2 separate regions of the Oryzias latipes genome follow, and region 1 is linked to region 2. A link is a contact called in public Hi-C data. All regions are on one chromosome and are shown on one strand. The core of a region is the stretch at or near the end of the contact, and the rest is flanking DNA. Distances in the headings are between cores, read along the strand shown.

Evidence for each region. Hi-C and Micro-C count contacts between places; a contact is called where the count stands out from the background.
Region 1: a contact with region 2 is called in a Hi-C map of embryo, with 2.7 times the contacts expected there. The contact joins the promoter of LOC101170891 here to the enhancer-like site in region 2. A contact is called at or near these places in 4 of 5 Hi-C or Micro-C datasets (embryo and fibroblasts).

What each region holds. Positions count from the first base shown.
Region 1 is chr10:19,092,977-19,098,694 of ASM223467v1, forward strand. LOC101170891 (zinc-binding protein A33) reads right to left here and starts at 3,240. Exons shown (of 7, transcript XM_011492158.2): 1 at 3,106-3,240; 2 at 2,437-2,792; 3 at 1,659-1,754; 4 at 563-796; 5 at 468-481. The coding sequence starts at 2,721. LOC111948024 (a long non-coding RNA gene) reads right to left here. Exons shown (of 3, transcript XR_002874012.1): 3 at 3,695-5,054.
Region 2 is chr10:19,009,190-19,014,690 of ASM223467v1, forward strand. It overlaps ergic1 (endoplasmic reticulum-Golgi intermediate compartment protein 1), which reads left to right. Exons shown (of 10, transcript XM_023959282.1): 10 at 1,057-1,952. The coding sequence ends at 1,164. flt4 (fms related tyrosine kinase 4) reads right to left here. Exons shown (of 30, transcript NM_001172043.1): 24 at 5,479-5,501; 25 at 5,294-5,393; 26 at 4,956-5,061; 27 at 4,749-4,873; 28 at 3,768-3,888; 29 at 3,523-3,608; 30 at 2,743-2,956. The coding sequence ends at 2,743. Among protein-coding and RNA genes, the nearest start is that of LOC110015764, 17 kb to the right of the region's middle. Within about 2 kb of position 2,277, at least 3 of the 8 cell types and tissues checked have an H3K27ac peak or open chromatin away from gene starts, as enhancers often do. A contact at or near this core is called in embryo, where this site is marked.

The DNA.
Region 1 (5,718 bases), core at 1,990-4,489, 85 kb after region 2:
CCCCGCCCCCCGTGCACACAAATAGACAGGGCTCTCCGCTTCAACGAGAATACCGAAATTAACATCATCATTAATTAACGGAAAATTGACTGACTTGGTGAGTGAAATATGGCAGAAAATGCTTGTGGGACACAAATAATTAAAAAAAAGAAGTAACTTCTCCAGTACCGATAGCAGAACCGTTCAGGTCAGATCTTAACGATACTGCGGTCTTGAAGAATGTGGCCCCGGGGCTGGTTCAATACCGGGGCACGGTACCCATCCCTACTCATGACTAGAACACCTCTCATAAACGTATAACTTTTAACTGGCAGAAAGCTGTGTTATTGTTGGTTTGAACAAATATTGTGTGTATTTGTTTAAGCTGCGGTTTTGTTTAGATGACTCAGTAATCTGTCTGATCTCTTTTTCTCAGTTTAGTTTGGTGGAGTAGCAACAAAAACTTTAAAAAAAATTGAGAATCTTACCTCAATTGTGGCAGCTGTTGGAAAAATAAAATAAAAATAAGTTTAAACCCAATTTTCTGTTTTTAACAAAGTTGTTTATTTTTAAATTGACTAACCTCTGCTGGTTCAATGTTATCCACTGCAGAGCTAAACTGCTGCAGCACTTGCATGTTTTCCTCCAGATCTGTTATGGCAGATTCCGAAGCCTCCAGGTGGCGCTGTACCTTCTCCAGCTGCTCCTCCTGCTCTCGTGTGACCTGCTCCAGCATGGAGGTTTTCTCCTCTTCCAGAATCTGATGGAGAGCTTGGAATTCACCTTTGATGCGTGTCTTTATGTCTGTCCCAACCCTCTGATGCGTAGAAAAAGAATTTCTGTTAGATTGCCAGAAAAATATATAATTTGAGCTTTTTTAAACAACTAATATGTTATAAGATAACTCAAACGTCGCAAATGAGAAATATTACATTAAAATGAACAGCCAATGCAGCGTCTTTGAGATGATTGACATTTTGATCAGTCACACAAAAATGGGAAAATTCGAGTTAAAACTTCTTAAATAATTATTAAAAAACATAAAACACAAGGTTAATTGTACTGTCAAAGCTTCAAATTGTATGTTCTATCTTATTAAAAAAATATCTTCAGAATAAAAGCTGCTCTTTTTGGGCTCACAGGCCCCTTTAATCCTGTAAACCTGCAAACTCTAATGCCACAATTTTTTAATGAGTTTGGTTCAAGTGATTATGAAAGAAGTCCTTGTTTGTTTATTTGTTTTTCTCTTTCCGTGACGAGTAATTTCTCCTCTGTGAGATTAAAAAAGATTATTTCAACCACCTAATAGTGAGTTGGGGGGGTTTTGCCGAGATGTAACTGCCTCAGGGGTAAAATTGTTTCATTTTCAAAATAAAACCTTTATAAAATACTCTAATACTCTATAAATCAGCTGCTGTTTTGAACTGATGTATATTTAATGTACATCAATTCAAAATAGATTTAGTATTTTATTTTTTAGAGAATTTCATGACTCAAAAAGAGGCGGGATAAATAATTGGCCAAAAACTGATTGGATTTCTATTTTTTGGCATCAGAATATTCTACCTCGATGCACTTTTTTGGTGTGTATCTACGTCTGCGACTATGCACACATCCTGCAAATAACAGGTTCTGTTCAGTGCTACCAGTCTGGATCCCCAAAGAGTGAAAGTGCGTACGTTTATGACATTGATGAGGTCTTTGTCTTTGCGGACACCAAGGATGAAGTTCTCTTTTCTTTGGCGGTGGCTCTCCATCATCTCCCTGAGTTTTTTCTGTAATCAAATCAAATCAACCTTTATTTATAAAGCACTTCTCATCCATGGTGACACATGGGGTCTAAACCAAAATAAATACTGAAAAATAGAGCCCCAACCCCACCTGCAGTATGGCAAGCAGCACAGAAGCTTCATTAAGACCAAAACAAAAAAATATGCTGCTTAAGCATATTTGCACACCGATCAGTAAAAACATCCCAAACCACAGGCCTAAAAACCAAACAGTTTCAATTCATCTTCCTCTCAGCAAATATTTCCATAGTAATCCCACTTTAGATTGAAAACTTCTTGGCTTTCAAAAGGAACAAACAAAGCAGACATCAGAAGTTAATGATCAATCTGTTTCACCCCCGTCCAGCCTTTAAGCTCGCACTAACAGCTGCCGTGTGCCGCCTTATCATTGCTGCAGGGATCAATATGGTTTCCTGGAGAAAATGCAGATAAGTTCGCCTCCGTGATTTCAAAACACGGAGAAATGAACAGCCTTCACCGCTGGGGACGAATCAGTGACGCTAAAAAGGGCAAGTTCATGACCAGGACTGAATACTAGACTGTAGAAATGCATGTGGCGAGGCAAGATGTCATCCAGAAAAGGTGGAGGGTGTGGCACACAACACGACTCAACCTGCACAACTTTATTTAAATGCAAAGAAAAAATGAAATGAGAGTCCATGCTCACCTCCAGGCTCTTGGTGTAGGAGTCTGAGGTGGTGGCACGGACCTTCTCCACCATAGCCGCCACCAGGAAGTTGGTCTGAAACTGTTTGGAATGGAACTCCTTGCGGCACTGCGGGCAGCTGACGGGTCCCAGAGTTCCCCTCCAGTACCTGGAGATGCAGGGTTTGCAGAAATGGTGCATGCAGGGGAGCATGACGGGCTCCCGGAACAGATCACAGCAGATGGCACACGTCAGGTCCTCCCTCAAGCTGCCTTTGGAGGAGGAGGATGGAGCAGCGGCAGCCATGATGGAATGGATCTCCTCTCCCAGATCAGTCCAGACGGAGAAGTGAAAGTAGAAGCACCTTTCCTCTTTTTCTGAAAAAACAAAACTCTTTATGCCAACAAATATGTTTCTCATTTCCTCTTCTAACACGAGAGAAATGTTGGACTAAATGTTGCGCTTGATGTGCCCTTGCACCCGTTAGATTAGGGCTGCAGCAGGTTAAGCAAAAACACTGACAGTCAGGCGAGTGTCACGCGGGCTTCCGCGAGCTAGCTTACTTCGGTGTTGTTGTGGAAGTCAAACTTGAGTCTTTTGCTCCCGTGTCTGTGCTCAAACCGCCTTCAACCCGCTTTAATAAGATCAAAGCCGAAGCTAGAAACTTCTCATCAACGTGAAAAAACTTACGTGGTCAAGATACGCTTCAAAGTCCGTCGCTTGTTTGTCTGATCCGCTCCTGCGCAGCCTGGTCCGACGCTTTCGAATCTGCGCGTGCGCACACCGGAAACCCCCCTCCAGCTGAGGGCTGATGTTTTGGTGTCAAAGTTTGCTGACATGAAAAAAAGCTGCTGCCTAAGCTTTATTTCCACTTCAACAAAACTTCCTGGTTCCACGTTCCTTTTTTTTTTAAACTTTGTTTTGACACAAATAAGAAAAAAGTCACGAGGAATGTCCAAACATCAAAGTATGACACAGAAATCTTTTTTATTATTCATGTTACTGTGTGCTATCTAACAGTTTTACAAGTGGATATTAAATGAATCATTCAAAAAGGATTCTTTGAGGCTCAGTCATGTTTACTTTTTGACAATGGAAGGTCCTATTATCTTTGTGGGAGACAGAGATTGTACACCTATAGTTTTTTTTTAATAGTTATTTTATTTATTATTATTTTATTTTAAATAAAGCAGCATGACATTGTCAAATTTGAGCAGATTATTTGTCACTACAGGAAAAGAAAACACATACAGAAAAAAAAAACATCATACACCTCATTGCAACTATTAAGATATAATTTGATGATTTACTGAGGACAAAAATATTCAAGTTTAAACAGATGACAACCTGTAAATACAAATAAAAAGAAAAACATATTTCGCACTACAAAAGCTAATGAAAATGGACTTTTTTTCTTTACAAACTCAAAATTGTGGCCCTTCTCCCGCTTTTTTAAAGCATTATAACCTGTTGTTCCACACTGTGCGTTTTATAAAAAATGAACACAAGTCAACATTTCAAACCAGATTAGAATGTGTAATGTTAAAAAAAATCACTTAATATTATGCATCATGCATGGTGTATTTACTCTACCCAGCTGTTGACTCTTGCACTTTTTCCATAAAATTCAAAGAGGAAGATGAATTCAGATGAAGTTGTAAGAGCACCTGTGGTTAATTCAGGTCATGCGTGCAGTTTTATTTAACAAACGTGGAGAAAAAGAAGGGTGAGAAACAGTTTGGCTCCTGCATGCGGCAGGTCTGACCGTATTTTGCAATAAAAGATATCTTCCCTCTGAGGCGTCATTGAAACTTCCCACACGGCTGATTACCTCTCCTATCCAATATGCAAACTTCAGACAGTCCATCCTTTTTAATCAGGAGCTTCAATCACAGGCGACTGAAAGGCTTGCATTTGCATTACATAGTGTCCAACTATCGAGCGAGAAACTGGAAAAGCAAAAGGGGAAACGGACAAATTGGATTTTTGTTTGTCTGTCTGTCTTTCACCCCCACATTTAGTAACTCATAAAACCAGCAAACAGTGAATAATAAGGTCAGGATTCCTGCTGTTTCATCAGATGGAGGGAATGGTCCTCAAAACAGAGATGGAGGCTAATCACACACTTTTGTCTATCTCAAGAACCAGGCTTAATTTCCCGTGTTTTGCACGAGTTCTTCAGAGCTCATCTGACTTTCAAATTGGGTTCGTTTATAGAAATGAAATTTAAGATAAACACAAGAAAAAGATGACACATTTGGTTGTCTATTTATTCTAACGTCTGATTGATTTGAGTGGAAATTATCCAACATTAAAAGAAAGAAAAGGAAATACATCAGGTTTTAAAAAGCTAATTTAAATGGTTCAACCCTTCTCCTTTTTTGGCTTCAAAATCAGAAGAGAAATATTTCCTCATTATTCTATATTTGTAATGGGAGCAATAAAGGAGATCTCTGATAGACAAGGAGACTTTCTAATGATCTTGTGATTGGAGTAAGAGCTCCTTGATGTGTCCACAGTGTTTATAAGGAATTCTGCTCTTTTTTCAGATGCCAGTTGATCAAAAGAAGTCAGTTTGATGCAGTCTGGAGGGTTAGCTGTTTGTGGCTGAGCAGATCAGTGGAGTTCAGCCGCTGTTGCTGTGAAGGGGAACATTCAGAACCTGTGTCAGTGAAGCGCAACAGAAAAGCAGAATATTTCATCCACATATGAAATTGGAAAAGTTTGTTTTGGAGAGGTTCAGTCAGAGTCCAGAGGTTAAAGGAATAAATAAAAACACTGAAGAGACGAGGAATACAAATGTTTTAGGCTGACAAACTTCCTTTCTTCGTTTTTTCATATTGCATTCAATGTTCTCTGCTTTTGTTTTCCTCTTCCATAATTAATGATGCAGCAGCAGTTTGTACTGAGTGTTGAGGGTTTGTCCGGCGCTGATGACTGCACTGGTCACGATGTCAGGAGTATTATCGGTGACACTTGTGCAGCTTATAATTTCATCTGACTAACAATCTCTTCACACAAAGTTGAAATAAGTTCTGCTTTGATGCAAAGTTTGCAACCTTTTTTCAAGTCATAGTGAAGAACAAGACTCAATGCAACCATTAAACCACTAATTTCTATTAAAATTGATTAAAAAATAAAATAAAACTGTTGATCCAAAAGTTGACCACCTTTCAGAGACAAACATTTGCGTATATTTCCTGTTGAGTAATCCTTTAGTCATCCTCTCCCAAACCCCAATAAAAACCCTAATTTTACAAAATAATTGTGTTATCTAAAGAAAGCAGTAAATTGCTAACTAAG
Region 2 (5,501 bases), core at 1,027-3,526:
AGACTTCAAAAACTAAACCAAAGCTCTAAAAGTTAGATGTTGGTAAACTCTCCAAGAGAAGCAGCAAATCACTTCAGGCGGAGGAAGAGGAGGAGGAGAAGACAAAACACAGAAAACAAGAGCCACATGTTGGCCTAAGAGAACAAAAAAAGCTCAGTTTGCCTTTTTTGGAGGAAATTCCTCTTTTACTTCAAAAAAGCAAAAAAAAAGTATAAGTTTGTAATTGAATAGTGTCATCTGGATTTATGAGAGCAAATCGCAGGCCAGCGTTGACTGGCATGCTTGTGCATCCCCTCAAACCTCTCTTAATGTCAGGCACAACAACAGCCCTAGTGATGATTCAGGCTTGTTTTGTAAACGTGAAGCCTGGGTAACTTGTGATTACTGTAACCATGACCTCATCTGCAGACAAAAAGGGAGCATCTGTGCACACACACACACAGGTGAACGCTCGGTCAGTACAGGGAGTGGGAGATAAAAAAAAAAAAAAAACTTCACAATAAGACGCGAACAAAGGTAGAACCAGAAAACCACAATGGCTTCTGGAGCAAAGTAATAAGTTAAAAATGGGGATAAGTGAAATGTACGAGTAAATGTACGAGTGAGTGAGCTAATGAAATATGAAAATTTAATTGGTTTTTGACAACAAAATTTTTTTGTTTGTTTGTTTTGTAGTGATGTTATCAAGATATTGTTTAGCCCTTAAGGCATGACAAAGCTAACCTGTTAGCAAAAGATGGTAAAAAATTACTGAGCTGCAATGATTTTAAATAACTTTGATCTCCAACAATGAAAAAAAAAAAAAAAATTACCCCAAAGCCATGCAACCTGTCACAATGAGTAAGGGAAATCTGACTCAAGTGGCATCCAGCTCGATAGTAAACGTCCCCACTGGCATTTCCTGCCTTGCTAACGAGCAGTTAAGGTTTGCGTCTTAGGAGATGACTGTTCTTCCAGGCGTTATCATTAGTCACAGCCGAGGAGCATCGAGAGAAGCCTGTTGTGATGCTGACCACAAAACCTTCAAACGCTTTTCTTTTTTTGATATTCCTGCAGATTTGTGCCATCGTAGGAGGGACCTTCACCGTCGCTGGAATCATCGACTCCTGCATATTCACCGCCTCCGAGGCCTGGAAGAAGATCCAGATAGGCAAGATGTCCTGATAACACAGACTGGGCTCTTATTTATATGTGGCACGATGCTAAGCCTGTTTGCTAAATCCCACCTCAAAAAAACAAAAGAAAAAACTTTTCTCGTGGAGGTTTTTATTTACCACTATGAGTCTACGACATGAGATATAGCTACCAGGCTTGCATGGCTGCGTATCTTTTACCCAAGATCCTCTCAGGGCTCCATCCGCTCGTCTGACGCGTGGACTATCACATGTCGGTCTCCTCCGTCATTGGAGGTCAGAGAAGGGAAGAGGCCATCTCTTGTTACTTTGGGGATATATTTTAAAGAACTGTGTGCCGGATTGAAGTGAAGTACGTTTTCAAGTGTCAAGTCACATTCGGTGCATCACCTGTGTGACTGCAGATCAGTGTAAAGTGTGCAAGAGACGAAATTGCATTGGTTTCCTGCTCAGTCAGCGTCAAACCACACGTTTTTCACGGTTTTTTATGTTTTATGGTAAAAAAACGAAACTGAAAGTCCTTTTTTTTCCCAAAAAACTCACATAATTCCTATTTTCTATCTTCAGTGTTCACCCGTTTGCCTTGAGATCTTGTTTATTTACATAAAAATTGGTTTTTGAAAGGTCAGTTTTAGGTTTTCTCTCTGTGCTCCATTTTTCTAAGGTTTCTATCTCTTTATACTGTTTCTATTGCAGCCTCTTTGTTGAAGTATGGTAACAACAAACCCTAAAAACCTGTTCTGCCTGAAAAGACGCCCATTTCTGCCCTGGATTTCTGTAGGGCTGTTTCCTACTCCAGTAAAAGCACATTTCAAATCATTGTTTGCTTTGTTTTCTTATCATTTTAAAAGCCTACTCCAAGTTATTGACTTAATTTGATTAATATAGTCATTAAAGCTAGATTTAGGCGACAGTAATTCATATCTTGAAGCAGTAGCGGTGTCCCAGAGTGACCCGGTGTCGCTGCCCGCCTCACATGTCAGAGTAAACCCCTCCCGTTCAGGGATGATTTGTGTGACTCTCCAACATGGAAGAGGTGGATTTTGCATCCTGTCATTTCCTGCAGCTGAAGCCGACGCCCAGCAGGGAGTCATCTGTGCAGCGAGCCGGCTTTAAGCTGTCACAGCGCTCTCCACGATTACGTCCACGGCCTAATGAGAGCTTCTTAACGTGACTCACCTCCTCAGCTGGCCTACATTCTTCTGCCGGCAGTCGTCATTTGTTGCCACTGCTGCGATTCAGTATCCTTGATCTGCTGAAATGCGCTCGTCTCGACTACTCTGCTGCCACTCAATGGGAGGCCAGATAAACATTCGAAAGAACTGGAGGATAAAAGTCTTTATTTGTTCTTGTATAAAGTATAACTTGCAAAAATAGAGGAAGAATACTCTGTATATAAAAGACATAAAATAATGAATGACTTGACAATATTTTGGAATTGCAGTGCTGCCACCCAGTGGCTGGTTAGAGCACGTTCAGTTCATCTGTTGAGGCTCTACAGGAGGGAAGGAGATGCCAGCTCTGGTTATAACCCGACCTTGAAGCAGAATGCTCAAACCTTTAACCCCCCTTTTTTTTTCTCCCCGTCTTTATATTTTTGGGGGTGGGATCAGACGTTAGAGGAGGCCAGGCAGGGGGCGTTTGGTGAAGAGTAGAAGTCAAGGAAGCCCTCCTCGGACAGGTGTCCGTACTCGTTGTTGTAGAAGGTCTGTCCTGACAGCTGGTTGAAGAAGCTGGGCCGCAGCCGGGAGCTGCTGGTGTTCTGACCCAGAGAACAGTGGGAGGAGGTCAGAGGCTCGGTGCTGCTGGTGCTGCTCATCCGACTGGAAGAACACAGTTTATTCATTTTTTAAACGATATAAAGTTCTGCAAGTCCTTTCATTTAAACCTGTGACATGTTTTCTGTGATTTTTGATCAATTCTTTTTGGAAAAAGAGCTCCAATCATGTTAGAAGCAAGTTTGGGTTTTTATTAGAACAGGGTCAGCCTCTTTGTCACTATTAGGAGATCAAGGAGAAACAAAGGAACATAAAAGCCTTTTTAGATAAACACCAAGGATCTTCCACATCAGTTTTGAGTCAGAGCTTCATTAGAAGTTTGCCAAAAAGCTTTTGTGTTTTAAGATGACTCATACCCTCACTCTTTTCATGCAAATCTGGTTCCTCAACTCGCAAAACTGAGAGTAAACACTGCGCCCTTTCCAATGAAGAGTGACTCCTTTCTGACCCAAACATGGCAGATCTTCAGTGAAAACATCTTTTGTAAACCATTTACTTCAATTTGTCAGTGAGTTATGAGCATGCGTCTGTCCAAAAGTCAAAACAGTTTCTTCATCTCTTGACTGTTTATGTGCATCCTTAAGGGGTTTCTTAGAGTTTCAATAACAAACCTTTTCAGGATGGCCCCCCTGTGGCTGTGCTCAAGTCTTTCAAATTCTTCCGAGGCCAGAACCATGCCGCTGTCAGTCTGGTTTTCCTGGCAGGAGACAAAGTTTCACACCAGAACAGTCAGGTGGTTGTTAAGTAATCGGCTAAACTACGGACCATTCCCACCAACGGCGGCTGTTATGGATTCAGAACTATTTGACTGAAAATTTAGCAGCTTCACTTTTCAAAAATAGGATAAAAAGCTTACTTGAGGAGCTTTGTGGGAATGCATCTCCAAAGGGAACTCCTCAAATGTCTTCACTCTGGGCTGGCACGCTTTAGCGGGCTCCAGGAAGACGCAGCCAGCAAATGGTACACAGTTGTAATACCTGTTGGAGAAACTGGTATTTTTTTTAACGGTTTAAACAAGGGATGTACAACTTTTACAACTAAATAAGCCATTTGGTGCAGCTTCTTACAGAACAAAACTCAGCGAGAGCTGCTAATTCCCACTTTATCGTTTATCGATGCTTCTTAAAGGTAGCGTTTTAATAATGCAATATTTGAATCATAAGTATTTATAATTTTCTATGTCAAAAAATTACATTTTCTTTAACCTTTAACAGCAGCACGCACACGTTCCTTTCAAAATAAAATACATCCTGCGTCAAATAAGATCCTCCTGCTGCAGCAAACTCACTTGAATTAAAAAAGCAAGAAAGTCAAACATGACATTTTCTCTTATTATGACTTTGGTTCAGTTTTATCTTTTGAAAAAATTGTAGAATCCTTTTTTAAAACCTAAACATGTAACTACAATTATATATTTTTTATACTTATAACAATATACTTTTAGTTTGAACAAGCTAATCTCATATGAAGATGTAGAAAAAAAACGGATTCCCTAAAGTTAATTTCCCAGTTTGCTCTTTTTTTGTGTGTTAATATAAGGCATCTGTAATTAAGTAAAATAAAAGTAAAAATTCAAATAAGAAAAAAAAATCAAACTGGTCAAATTTGCATTAACGCCAAATTAAAATATTAATCACTTAAACATGATTAATTATTCAAAAGAAAGAAACAGTTGAGTAAATTACAATTGAAATTAAAAAAAATCATTATGCATTTATGAACATATAACAAATTAGTTAGTCATACTGGAAATGTCTTAAATTGTCGGAAATCTGGCAAATGTGGTTGCCTAAACAAATTAAACTTCTCTGGATTCGGATGTCTCTGAGCTGAGTACCTGGTAGGCAGCGTATTGCAAGCCAGTCTCAGTTCTTCCTCAGATGCGGGGCGCGAGGAGGCCTGTGAGAAACCATCATCTTCCGAACTCTGGGATTGATTCAGAGGGTTGTACTCCTTCCCATCCTAAGAAAAATGTACCAAACAAAAGACTTTAATTTTTCCTAGTACAACTTTTCCTTGATGTTGCGTCTCCTGTAAGACTCACAGGTAGGCTGTTGTCCTGCAGTAAGTCCCCCAGAATCTGAACCAGGGCAGGAAACGGCGGCCTCTCTTTGGGCTCGCCCTGCCAACAGCCCAGCATGATTCCATATCTGCCACAAGAGGGCAGCACAGTCACGACAAAGTACCCACAAATGTATTCATGTACACGAATTTAATCCTGCCTCATTTTCTAGATGTGGGTGTCAGCTGAATGAAGGATGAGAAAAAAATTTAGTCTCACAGCTGCCTTGATGAGTTAAAGGGATTTACGGTTATAAATCCAATTTGACAGGGGAAAAAAAACACCCTATTTTATTCAGCAAATGCGGAAAGGGGAAATACATTTCCGGGGAGGCAGTCTCGGGTGCTCTCATTCTGACGCCGTCTTTTAAGCGTTTGCAAAAGTCTTCATCGATCTGCACACCCGGGTAAGGAGATGCACCTATTCGTAACAGAAAAAAGAAAAAAACCTCATCAATCAGCATGCCAAGCTTTCATTAATGTTGTTATCAAGTGATTACATTTACCAAGTGAAAAGATTTCCCAAAGC